Regions from separate parts of the Macaca mulatta genome. Here region 2 is linked to region 1. Evidence: chromatin contacts called from public Hi-C data. All regions are on one chromosome and are shown on one strand. The core of a region is the stretch at or near the end of the contact, and the rest is flanking DNA. Distances in the headings are between cores, read along the strand shown.

Region 1 (5,683 bases), core at 2,317-4,816:
AAACAAAACAATTGGTTTGGAGCTGAGCCTGCCTGACAGCCTGGGGCCATAAAAGGAAATCCCCTCTAGTTCGGGCTGCAGATTCAAGGGGTGGAGCAGGGGGCGGTCCGTGGTCTGGGCCAGCAGCCTCCGGATGCCTTAGTGCTGTGGTCACTTCCTGTGTGCGACTCTAGGCAAGGCCTGGAGTGATCAGGGGTCTGGCCATCCAGATGCCCCTACAGCTGAAGGGGTTGGGGGTGTGGCCTTTTACTTAATCATTTTCCTCCACAACTTGCTGGCATCTGCTAACACAGAAATAGCCAAAAGCTTTCCCTAGAGGTGGGATATCCCCAGGAAGCATTACACCCACTGTTTATCAGCTGGTCTTGCCTCCTAGACCTTTAATTTGTGCCCTGACTTATCAGCTTCCAGTACTGGGCAGGCCAAACTCTGAGGGCAAAAGTATGGGCACAAGGGTTCTGTTCACTATCAAGCTGCCTGCCACCTCAGGGCCTGGACTTTTATCACAAGGAATCCTGCTAGGAATTAACCCCTTCTTCATATCCAGCATACAGCCAACTTAGGCCCCCATACTTTACCCCTCAAACCAGCACCACAACCATCCAGTTTCATTAATGCCACCCCTTTTCCTTCTGGCAACATCTTCCTAGAGTCTTCCTAGATGCTAGGTCAACTGGACAACTGCCTAAGCCTGTATTTCCTCATCAACAAAATAGTAACAGTGCTTTCTGTCTTTATCAGGGTACCCTTTGAGAATTATGTGAAAAATGGAACAAATGACTTTGCAAAGTATTAAAGATAAATAGTGTAGAACCTAATGGGAACCAGTGAAGTCTAGACTAAGATGACAGGTGATCCTGACTTGTCAAACCTAAAAACTAAACTCTACCAATCTTAAAAAATAAAGAATTTGAATCTGCCACCCTGAGTCACCATCATTACTGCTCTTCTTGCCTTCCTATCTCAGCCAACCTTGTAGAACTGGTCTACATTCCCTTTCACTATTTGCTTACCTCTCAACTTTTCTTTTTTTTTTTTTTTTTTGAGACAGTCTTGCTCTGTGGCCCAGGCTGGAGTGCAGTGGCACGATCTTGGCTCACTGCAGCCTCTGCTTCCAGGTTCAAGCGATTCTCCTGGCTTAGCCTCCCAAGTAGCTGGGATTACAGGCGCACACCACCACACCTAGCTAATTTTTGTATTTTTAGTAGAGACAGGGTTTCAATATGTTGGTCAGGCTGGTCTCGAACTCCTGACCTTGTGATCCACCCACCTCGGCCTCCCAAAGTGCTGGGATTACAGGCATGAGCCACCGCAACTGGTCTACTTTTCAATCTGCCACAAATCTGCTGTCTTGAGAGCAGAGATTATGTCAGATTCTGGACTCTAGCACCCAGCACAGAAGGTGTTCATCATAGTTTCTTAAATGAAGGAACCCAGTGTAGTCTGATTTCTTCACCCATTATTCTGAAACAATACTCACAGATCATCAAATACATCCTAACTGCACATTGAGGGGAACAACAGACGCTGGGGCCTACGAGAGTGGGGTGGATAGGAAGAGGCAGAGGATCAGGAAAAACAACTAATAGGTACTATGGCTTAATACCTGGGTGATGAAATGATCTGTACAACAAATCTCCATGACACGAGTTTATCCATATAACAAACCTGCACATGTACCCCTGAACCTAAAAAAAAAATCCCAATTGTAAATTCAATGGCTACTTTAAAATATTAATGTTCTTTGATCTCTCAGTAGCCTGAACTGCTGTTGACCACCTCCCCTTCATTAAAACATTCTCTAAGCTTTACTGACACATTTTCCTATTTCTTTTTCAACTTACAGCTGCTCCTTTTCAGTCGTGCAGGCTTCCTGTCTCCTGACCTCTTGCCTTCCACTCTCCTGAGACATTCTCCTTCACACCCATGGCTTCAAGTATCATCTATATGCTGATAGCTCTCAAATCTGTTATCTCCAAGTCAGATTCCTCTCCTGAATTGCAAATCTGCGTAACCAACAACACACTCAACATTTCTACCTTGCTGCATTGTCACCTTAACTTTAACACGTCCAAAATAGAATGCCTCATCCTCCAGTTTTCTCCATCTCAGTAAAAACAGCCACCATCTATCCAAGTTCCCAAGCCAGAACCCTGGTCCTCATCTTTGCCCTTACTCACTCCCCACCAAGTTCCACAATTCTTTGTCCTAAAGACTTCTGGAATTTGATCACTTCTCTTTTTCACTCACCCTAATTCTAGTCCAAGACATCATTACTTCTACGATGAACTAGGCAACTGCCTCCTTTCCACCTGCTCTTCACAAAGCATCCAAGATGATACTGAAAAATGGACAATCTCATTATGTCACTACATAGCTTTAAAACCTTGCTTTTAAAATAAAGACCTTCTTATAGCCTAAATATGCTTGCATGATCTGGCTGATCCTTGCAGACCTCTACAGTCTTATGTCCTGTTCTTCTCCTCTTGTACCCAATGCTCCGACCCACAGAGATCATCTATCCTCCAGCTATATGGAACTCCAGACAATTTCCTGTTCTCTCTGCTCTGTGCCTTGCCTCCTAGTCTTTGCCCATGCAGTTTACTGAGGCTGGAAAGCTCTCTGCAGCCTCTGCCTGTGAAACTCTCATTCAGCAGTCAAGATTCAGCTCAAACTGCGTCCTCTGTGAAGACCCTCTGCCCCCCACAGGCTGTGCTTAGCACTCATTACACTGGCTAGCAAAGGCAGCCGCCCCCACCAGACATGAGCACTCCACTCCACGTAGCCAAGAGATATCTAGCCTTCCTCTCATCCACCAACCGCTTCAGCTCACCCCTGGTTGAGATCGTTCTCCGTGTTGTCCAGCCACAGGCGAACGGCGACTGCGTTGCCCTCCCGGCACTGAGTGAAAATGTCGTCCATAGCAGCGTCCCGGCGCCGAGTCCCCTGGATTAGGGTAGCCTGAGGACTGTGGGGTGATCCAGGGAAGGAGGATGAATCCCAAGCTTTATCCTCCACAGGAGAGAAGTGTTTGTGTTGGGGGTAAGGGGCCTGAGCTGCGTCCCCGGCTATTGGGGGTCTGTGAAGGAGTTTGTGGCTGCGGGATGATGCCCGGCTGTGTCCTCTAGGCGCGAGGTAAAGGGGGGTCAGGGGAGGCAGGTAGTGTCTACTAAGAGGTAGTGTCTCCTGAACGGATGTCCGAGAGTAGGCAACTAGACCCTATCCGCGAATAGAGTTGGGGGAAGTGGGGAGGTTCAGGATCCGTATACGCTGGGGGAGGGGACTGGGGGTCCTCCCCAGGGTTGGCTCCGTTCCTTACTTGGAACTCAGGAGAAGTGAGGGGTGACAGGTTGGCAGGACCCCTAGTCGTGGGCAGGGGGCGCGGGTCCTCTCGCACTCACCGGGACTCGGGCTGCAGGCTCCTTCTCCGGGGAACTCCCGTCCGGCCGCGCCCGCAGCCCGACGCCGGCCCCGCCCCGCCCCTGGTGCTCTTGGGCAGCGCGGGCCTCCGTCCCTCCCCTCCCACCGCCTCCGTGCCCTTCTAGCCGCGGCTGGCTGAACTCGATGGTTCGCTGCGCTGCGCCGGCCGCTCTAGCAACCCCTGGCTGTCACGCTTTGGTTTCCGGCTCCGTTCTGGCGGGTCTGAGCGCTGCGACTCCCAGAGAAGAGCTCTGCACGTGGAGAAGATCGGGGACTCCGCGACCCTGCCCTCAGGTCCCTCATGTTCGAAGAGCCTGAGTGGGCCTCGGCGGCCCCAGTAGCCGCGGGCCTCGGGCCCGTAATCTCACGACCTCCTCCTGCGGCCGCCTTGCAAAACAAAGTGAGTGACCCTCAGAGGCGATGGGAGCTGTTTCAGGCCGCGAAGCAGACGCTGGTGGATCCCAGCGCTGTGTGTATTGCAGGGAGGGACACCTGTGGCACCGTTGAGGGCGAGTCCTGATCTAAAGATCCGAGAATTTCCAAAAGAAACTGACGTTGGGTCAGAGAGAGTTGTTGAGTAGAAGCTGGGGAAGCGAAGAGGGTTCTTCAGACAGGGAAAAGTACGTACAAGGGCCCTGGGGCAAGACAGCATGTTCTGTTAGAGTCACACACACAAGTGATCCTTGTGGTTGGAATACAGAGTAAATGAGAAGGGATGCTGTTCAAGTTCAAGAGGTAGATTAGAAGTTTTGCATATATTAGAAGCCAATGAAAGGTTTTAAGCAATGGAATTATTTCTTCAGATTTGTATTTTGAAAGGGTCATTGGTTACAGTGTGGAGAATGGATTGGAGAAAGTAAGAGTTGTCAGTATCATTGTTCAAGGGAGGGTGTGGGAAACTTAGAATCAAGGTAAGTGCCTGGCCTAGGATTACCCAGTAGGACTGCAACACAGAATCAGCCTTCTCGACAGTACACCTTCTCCTTTGAGCCTCTCAGATGTGAGGGCCGTACTTCCTCAGGCTTTTCTTAGGCTTCAGTCTGCCTCCAACTTGGAATCGACCTACTTTGTTTCCTCTTTTTTCATCCCCTAGCCCCATTACCATTGTCCAAGCCGCTGGCCTCTCTGCAATTTCTCCCCTTCCGTTTTTTTTCTACACTGCAGCTAGAGACATGTTAAATATTTAATATACGTGTGTGATCATGTACCTCCTGTTCAGAAACCTCCTTACCTCTTTTGGGAATGTATCAACTGGAGGCAAAAGCTCAAGGTGAAGGGTTGGAACTCCTGGTCTCTGGCCTTGGTCTTGTTGCTTGTGGCCTTAGCACTTTCCTTTGGGAAAACCTCTATTAACTCATTTACACATTGAAGAAAGTGGGATAGGTGGTTTCTCTGCTCTCCAGCTTCCCAGAAGTTGGGGTGGTGACGTGAAAGTTCTTCTGGGTTCTGGCAGGCTTGACTGGGAAGAATTCAGCTGCTTCTGCTAGTCTGAATCAGGTCGACATCTCTCCCTTCTTATTCTCCAGGCCTCATCCATTCTCTTTAGGCCCACTGTCACCCCTTGTTTTCCCCCAGGGCTCCAAGTGCCGCCAGCTCTTGGCCACATTACGGGCCCTAGAGGCAGCATCTCTTTCCCAGCATCCCCCCAGCCTACCTAGCAGTGACTCTGAGGAGGACGAGGAGGAAAGGAAGAAGAAATGCCCCCAAAAGGCATCGTTTGCCAGTGCCTCTGTTGAAGTAGGGAAGAAAGGGAGGAAGAAATGTGAAAAACAGGGCCCACCTTGCAGTGACTCTGAGGAAGAAGTGGAAAGGAAGAAGAAATGCCACAAACAGGCTCTTGTTGGCAGTGACTCTGCTGAAAAAGAGAAAAGAAAGAGGAAGTGCCAGAAACATGCCCCTATAAATTCAGCCCAGCACCTGGATGGTGTTGACCAAACAGGTACCATTGGATGTGTATATGTCTGTGTGTCGGGGCGGGGGTAGGGAGTAGGTCAACTGATTCTACATACAACAGAGGTTATTGACTGCCATTAGGATTGAGGTTAATGGTGTACTCAGGCAATAAGAAGTACTTTTATGCAGGCCACAGTCACTGTTTCAAAGACAGAGGTATGGCTGGGATGACTTGCCATGACCTGAATGTAAGAGATTTTGCCTCAGGTGCACCTTCCCATCTCCCTCCCTGCAGGTCCCAAAGCCTGGAAGGGTAGTACTACAAATGATCCACCGAAGCAAAGCCCTGGGTCCATTTCCCCTAAACCCC
Region 2 (5,585 bases), core at 1,430-3,929, 120 kb after region 1:
CAGCCTGGTGTGTTAAAATGAACATGGACTTTAAAGTCAGATTTGCACTTTAATACCCTACTTGAGAATTTCAATTTCCTGCTCTGTAGATAGGAAGAACATCTGCTTTGTGGGTAGTTGTAAGAAGTTTTAAAATTATTACTGTGGAAACCAATGTCTAAGAGCTTCAATTCCTCTAAAACAGGAAACAGGGTCACCTGATGAGGGGTATGGGATTAAAGACAGCTGTGAAGGTGTAAAATAACTGCCATGGTAATTAGAGAAGGAAATGGACCAGGAACCCATAAAGGTGCGTGCTGGTGTGAGGACTAGGTCAAGGTTGGAGGCCTTGAATATTTAGTGGCATTCATTACACAACTGTTTTTCTCTAGCAGAAATAGCAAAGACAGAATAAGTGGAATGATACAAAAAGATGGCCAAGGGTGGCAAGAAAATGGGGTGATGGAATGATATGCTATTCAGGCTGCTGAATACAGAAGTAAATTACACAAAGTTGGGGGGCGGGGGAGGCAATAATGAGAAAAGAACGGAGAGGCTGGAATTAGAAATCACAGAATGGGCCGGGCGCGGTGGCTCAAGCCTGTAATCCCAGCACTTTGGGAGGCCGAGGCGGGCGGATCTCGAGGTCAGGAGATCGAGACCGTCCTGGCTAACACGGTGAAACCCCCGTCTCTACTAAAAAATACAAAAAACTAGCCGGGCGAGGTGGCGGGTGCCTGTAGTCCCAGCTACTCGGGAGGCTGAGGCAGGAGAATGGCGGGAACCCGGGAGGCGGAGCTTGCAGTGAGCTGAGATCCGGCCACTGCACTCCAGCCTGGGCGACAGAGTGAGACTCCGTCTCAAAAAAAAAAAAAAAAAAAAAAAAAAAAGAAAGAAATCACGGATTGTACTCAATGAGACCAATGTGGGGCAGATGATGGAAAGCTGGAATTAGGAGATTCTAGACAAGCAGTGAAACATTAAGGTAGCATTAAGGAAGTCCCGAAGATTTCGTTTTATCCTTTTTATCATAACCATTGCCATCTACTTCCCCCTTCAGTTTTTCTTCCTCAGATTTGGCTGTATTGCAGAATACGGTCCCCAACTTTCTCCCTTCCCGATTGCCCGTAAGACAAGCACACAGACCTTGGTTCAAAGGTTTTACTGCTCATCCTGAGAAGACTGTACAAACTAAGAAAGTAACAACCTGGGGAAATGGCTGAAGTTCCAAGACTCCAGACTTCTTACAGGTTTCATCTCTCTTCTGTGGCCACTAACTTCTCAAGGAGGCAGTGCCCAAAAGCCCTGTGGTTTTTTGATCCGTTGTACTTCGACAGCTTCTCCTTTCCCTAGATCCAGCAGAATTCTAGACATATAAGACATAGTTCACAAAACAACAGTTATGAACCAACAAATACTTGGTTCACGGTTATAAGCCATTGAAGTCAGTCAGACTTAAGGACAACTAGACAGAGCTCCCATTTTCTGTCATCTGGGCAGGAACCAATCTCCTTTTGTATCAAATGGCCTTCTGGTACATTCTGGAATCTTGCTTCCTCATCTATTTAGTGAGGCTAATACCGCTTACTTGTAGTTTTGTTGTAAACTAAGATAAAGCCTGACATATTACTCATTTTAAAATTGTACACACAGACCCTGCTTTAACCAGATGCCTGCAAATACTCAGGTTTTCCTTCTACATATAGAAGACAACTTATCAGCTGCCAGGGCTGAAGCCAGCAGATATGGCTAAATGACAGAACAAAGGATTATGCCAATAAAGTATGCAAAGCTTCCTTGCCCAGAATATAAATCAAACAGAGTAAAAAGCGAGTATATTGGCTCCAGGAAAAGGAGCAAGGACAGCCAGTTTTCAGGCGACCTCGAATTCTCTCCGTTTAGGATTCACCAACCCTAAGGTCCACTGGGTCCTTCAATCTGAGGGTCCATCCAGGGCCTTCCCTCCTGGGGTTGGAGATGGCTAGCTGCCTGATGGAGAGACCCCAGGCTGCTCAGCAGCAACGCCTGGCACAGCCGAGACAGCCTCGTAGTCTGCGATGCGGCGCTGTACCAGGGCAGGCATGAGCTGCACGTAAGCGGCCATGAGGCGGTGGTTGGAATGGATCAGCTTCCCAGCACAGCTGTGCAGACAGGCCTCCTAGAAGGAAGATAGGGTTTAAGCGGAGGACAAAGGTGTCCTGTCGGGCCCGCCTCCTTCCTTCCCCATGCACAGCCTAGGGGTGAGGGTCTGGGAAGGCCAGGACCAGAGGTAGGGGAAGTGGGGTGAGGAGGGAAGCAGTCTACCGCTAAACTCTGTTTGCAGCGTAACCTCCTTACACAGTTCCCCACCTCCTCAGCGTCCAGAGCTCGGTGGTGCAAGCTGGGCACACAACGCTGGAAGCAGAGTTCTGTCATCCGATTGTAGACCAACAGGAAGTCACGCAGCTGGGAGAAAACCGGGACCACGAACTCAGCGATATGTGCCCCACACTTCTACTCAAGGTCGCGCAGCCCAAAGTTTCCCAGGCCCGCGCACCATAACCCGAAGTTTCCAGCCCTCAGATCCCTGGCTCTATGGGGTTTCCGCGATGTGTGCAGGAATGCGAGCTGAACGTCTGGCCCCGAAACGACTTAGTTCTCACTCACGTTTCTCAGTTGCTGTTGCTGCTGCTGCTGCTCCATCACGCCACCGGCGCATGCTCTACGCCACTTCCTTTTCAGCTTCTCGGTGCCGCCCCGGAAGTAACCTCTCGCTGCTCTCGAGAACCAAGCTAGAGTATCGCCCTGCCCCGGCTTCGACGTCACTTCCGCCCTTATAATCTGCGACGTGGCCGGCTTCTTCTGCCCGGAGAGGACGTCACTTCCGCCGAGTCCCTGACCTGCTGCTAGGATCGCGACGGGAACTGGAGCCCGAGGTCCCCGCGCGGCCCGGGCCTGGCGCCCTGAGGGGAAGAGCGGCCCGGCCCGAGGTGAGAGGGACATGCTTGGGCGACGGGAAGTTGAACGCACAAACCTGTCCAGAGGGCAAGATGCCCCGAGCCCTGGGGAAGAATGAGGACACACCTGATGTCCAGGTGTATGGGGGTGGGGGCGGGGACTCACATACCTGGGAGACTGACTGTGGAAGGGATCACCGATATCCTGGTAAAGACAGGCTTTTGCCAGAGACTGGGAACATACACCAACTGATCTAACTAAGGCCTGGTGGGGAGGGCCCAAGGAAGAGGAGTTGTATGAGACGTAGGAGGGGAGACCCCCTGAAGGAAGGGGGAAGAAACACTAAAGGAGTGAGAAAGGCCAAGCAATGGAGAACAAACCTGAATGGGGGGTGAAGACCTGAGCCCTGGAAAGGGTCCATCTCCTGCTCAGCATAAACACGCCTGCATGGAGATAAGTTCTAAGAGAGCTACTTTCCCTCTTCACTGTTGTATTTTCATTGTCACAAATAGTACCTGACACAGAGTAGGCACTCACTAAATGTCTGCTGAATGACTGAATGAGTGTAGAATAATCACCAGAGGCCTGGTGAGGTTGGGGGCTTGTGAGAAGACACCGTGCTTTGGTGTGCCTGTGTACAAATGTGCATTTTGGAGGGGAGAAATACATATACCTGAAGAAAGGAATGATGACCAAACGCTGGGACACTCAAACCCTGGGACAGCCTTTAAAGAAATGACAGAGGAGGCTTCCTTCTTCTAGAGTGCTGGCCAGTGCCCAGAACTTCTGTGTTGGGCTTTGCAGGGTGCTGGGGTGGAGAGTTTTACTCCAATACCTTTCCTAGCCATGACGGACGGGATCCTAGGGAAGGCAGCCACAATGGAGATCCCTATCCACGGGAACGGTGAAGCCAGGCAGCTTCCTGAAGATGATGGGCTGGAGCAGGTGCTTCTGTTTGATTCTTCTAATTGTTTCAATTTAGGAATCCAATTTATAAATCCTGGGTTCTCACCCTCCATTCCAGTAGCCTTCCCCTGAACTTATCTGACTCCCTTAATTTTACATATCATTTTGATTCTGTGCAGACTTCCCTTGTGTAGTGTCTTTATGATGCTTGAATCCAAACTTGTTCCCACCTCCAAAATGCTTCTGCAGTCCCTATGTTCCTGAAGCAACCCCTCTTCTCTGGCCTATAGGACCTCCAGCAAGTGATGGTGTCAGGACCCAACCTCAATGAAACCAGCATTGTGTCTGGTGGCTATGGGGGCTCTGGTGATGGACTCATCCCCACAGGTATGAACAGAAACAGGAAGCTTGGGTGGAGGAGGGGACAGGAATGGTTTGGGGAAGCATAGGATATGTCTAGGAAAGCTTGAATAATGTCTGGAGATCTTAGGAACTTCTGCTTGTAGGAATCCCATGGACTCTCCTCAGCCCAAAAGCAACTCCCAGCATTGTCCATCCATTTCCCTTTTGCCACTTGGCCCCTGAAATGGCTCATTCGTCCTTTCCCTGCCACCACCTGAGTCAAGTTAAGACCTACTTCACAGGAATGCCCCCGCTCTACAGCTTGAGGCTGAGTTGGAACTTTGTGAGGCTTTTCAGAATTTTTAGATTCTAAAGTTTAGAGGAACAAACAGCCCTGAATCTCACACTAAGATTCCACATGGGAATGCAACCAGGTTTCTTGTTATCATGACCCACCATCCTTGACTCCTGCTGCCCCCAAACTCAGTGTATTTTCTTCTGTTTCCTCTGCCCCTATACACCAACAACTCCCTGCAAACCCCTCCTCTGGCCTCCAAGGAGGCCATATGTATATCAGGATTTGGTTATCACTGTGCAAGGTCCGAGTTCCTCCTAGTAAACAGGAGAATCCAGTTGTCTCTAGCATCTCCTTCAGGGAAGTCAATTTCATGTGCTGGGAGAGAAGCATGGGTGGGGCCACAGAGGTGTCTGGTGTATCTGAGAGAGGCTGGTGTCAGAGAACTTGATCCTTTAGGGTCTGGCCGCCATCCATCTCACAGCACCACTCCTGCTGGCCCTGGAGATGAGGTGGCTCGGGGCATTGCTGGAGAAAAGTTTGACATCGTCAAGAAATGGGGCATCAACACCTATAAGGTAGGATTTGAGCACCTCTCACTTCCCCAAAACTCGTTATGGGTACCTTTTTCCCCTTTCCTCATGATCGTAATATCCCATCTGTGGCTGAGAGTAGGAGCCTGGGTGGCGTTGGGGTAGATACCTGTTGTGTCGGGAGGCTATTAGGGTCTCTGATCTATTGCCCCGTTTCCCAATCAGTGCACAAAGCAACTGTTATCAGAACGATTTGGTCGAGGCTCACGGACTGTGGACCTGGAGCTAGAGCTGCAGATTGAGTTGCTGCGTGAGACGAAGCGCAAGTATGAGAGTGTCCTGCAGCTGGGCCGGGCACTGACAGCCCACCTCTACAGCCTGCTGCAGACCCAGCATGCACTAGGTGATGCCTTTGCTGACCTCAGCCAGAAGTCCCCAGAGCTTCAGGTGCCTCACCCAGACCAAAGAGGGTGGGGGAACTGGGCATGGGCCCTCCCAGGCAGTCATTCGTCATCCTCCCTCCCTCCTGCAGCCCACAGGGAGAACCCCTTCAGGGTGGGCCCAGCCCTACCCCCAGCAGCACTCACCTGTGG

What was found. A called contact is a pair of places that touch in the nucleus more often than the background predicts.
Region 2: a contact with region 1 is called in a Hi-C map of blood, with 5 times the contacts expected there. The contact joins the promoter of TIMM10B here to the promoter of RRP8 in region 1. A contact is called at or near these places in 6 of 14 Hi-C or Micro-C datasets (CD4 T cells, blood, cortical neurons and 3 more).

Annotation. Positions count from the first base shown.
Region 1 is chr14:59,177,103-59,182,785 of T2T-MMU8v2.0, forward strand. It overlaps RRP8 (ribosomal RNA processing 8), which reads left to right and starts at 3,567. Exons shown (of 7, transcript XM_015114959.3): 1 at 3,567-3,820; 2 at 4,996-5,359; 3 at 5,609-5,683. The coding sequence starts at 3,722. It overlaps ILK (integrin linked kinase), which reads right to left and starts at 2,968. Exons shown (of 12, transcript NM_001195713.1): 1 at 2,834-2,968. The coding sequence starts at 2,922.
Region 2 is chr14:59,301,946-59,307,530 of T2T-MMU8v2.0, forward strand. It overlaps TIMM10B (translocase of inner mitochondrial membrane 10B), which reads right to left and starts at 2,680. Exons shown (of 4, transcript XR_013404052.1): 1 at 2,516-2,680; 2 at 2,329-2,424; 3 at 1,893-2,137; 4 at 1,127-1,345. It overlaps ARFIP2 (ADP ribosylation factor interacting protein 2), which reads left to right and starts at 2,839. Exons shown (of 8, transcript XM_015114974.3): 1 at 2,839-2,948; 2 at 3,761-3,861; 3 at 4,113-4,209; 4 at 4,919-5,037; 5 at 5,218-5,439. The coding sequence starts at 3,763.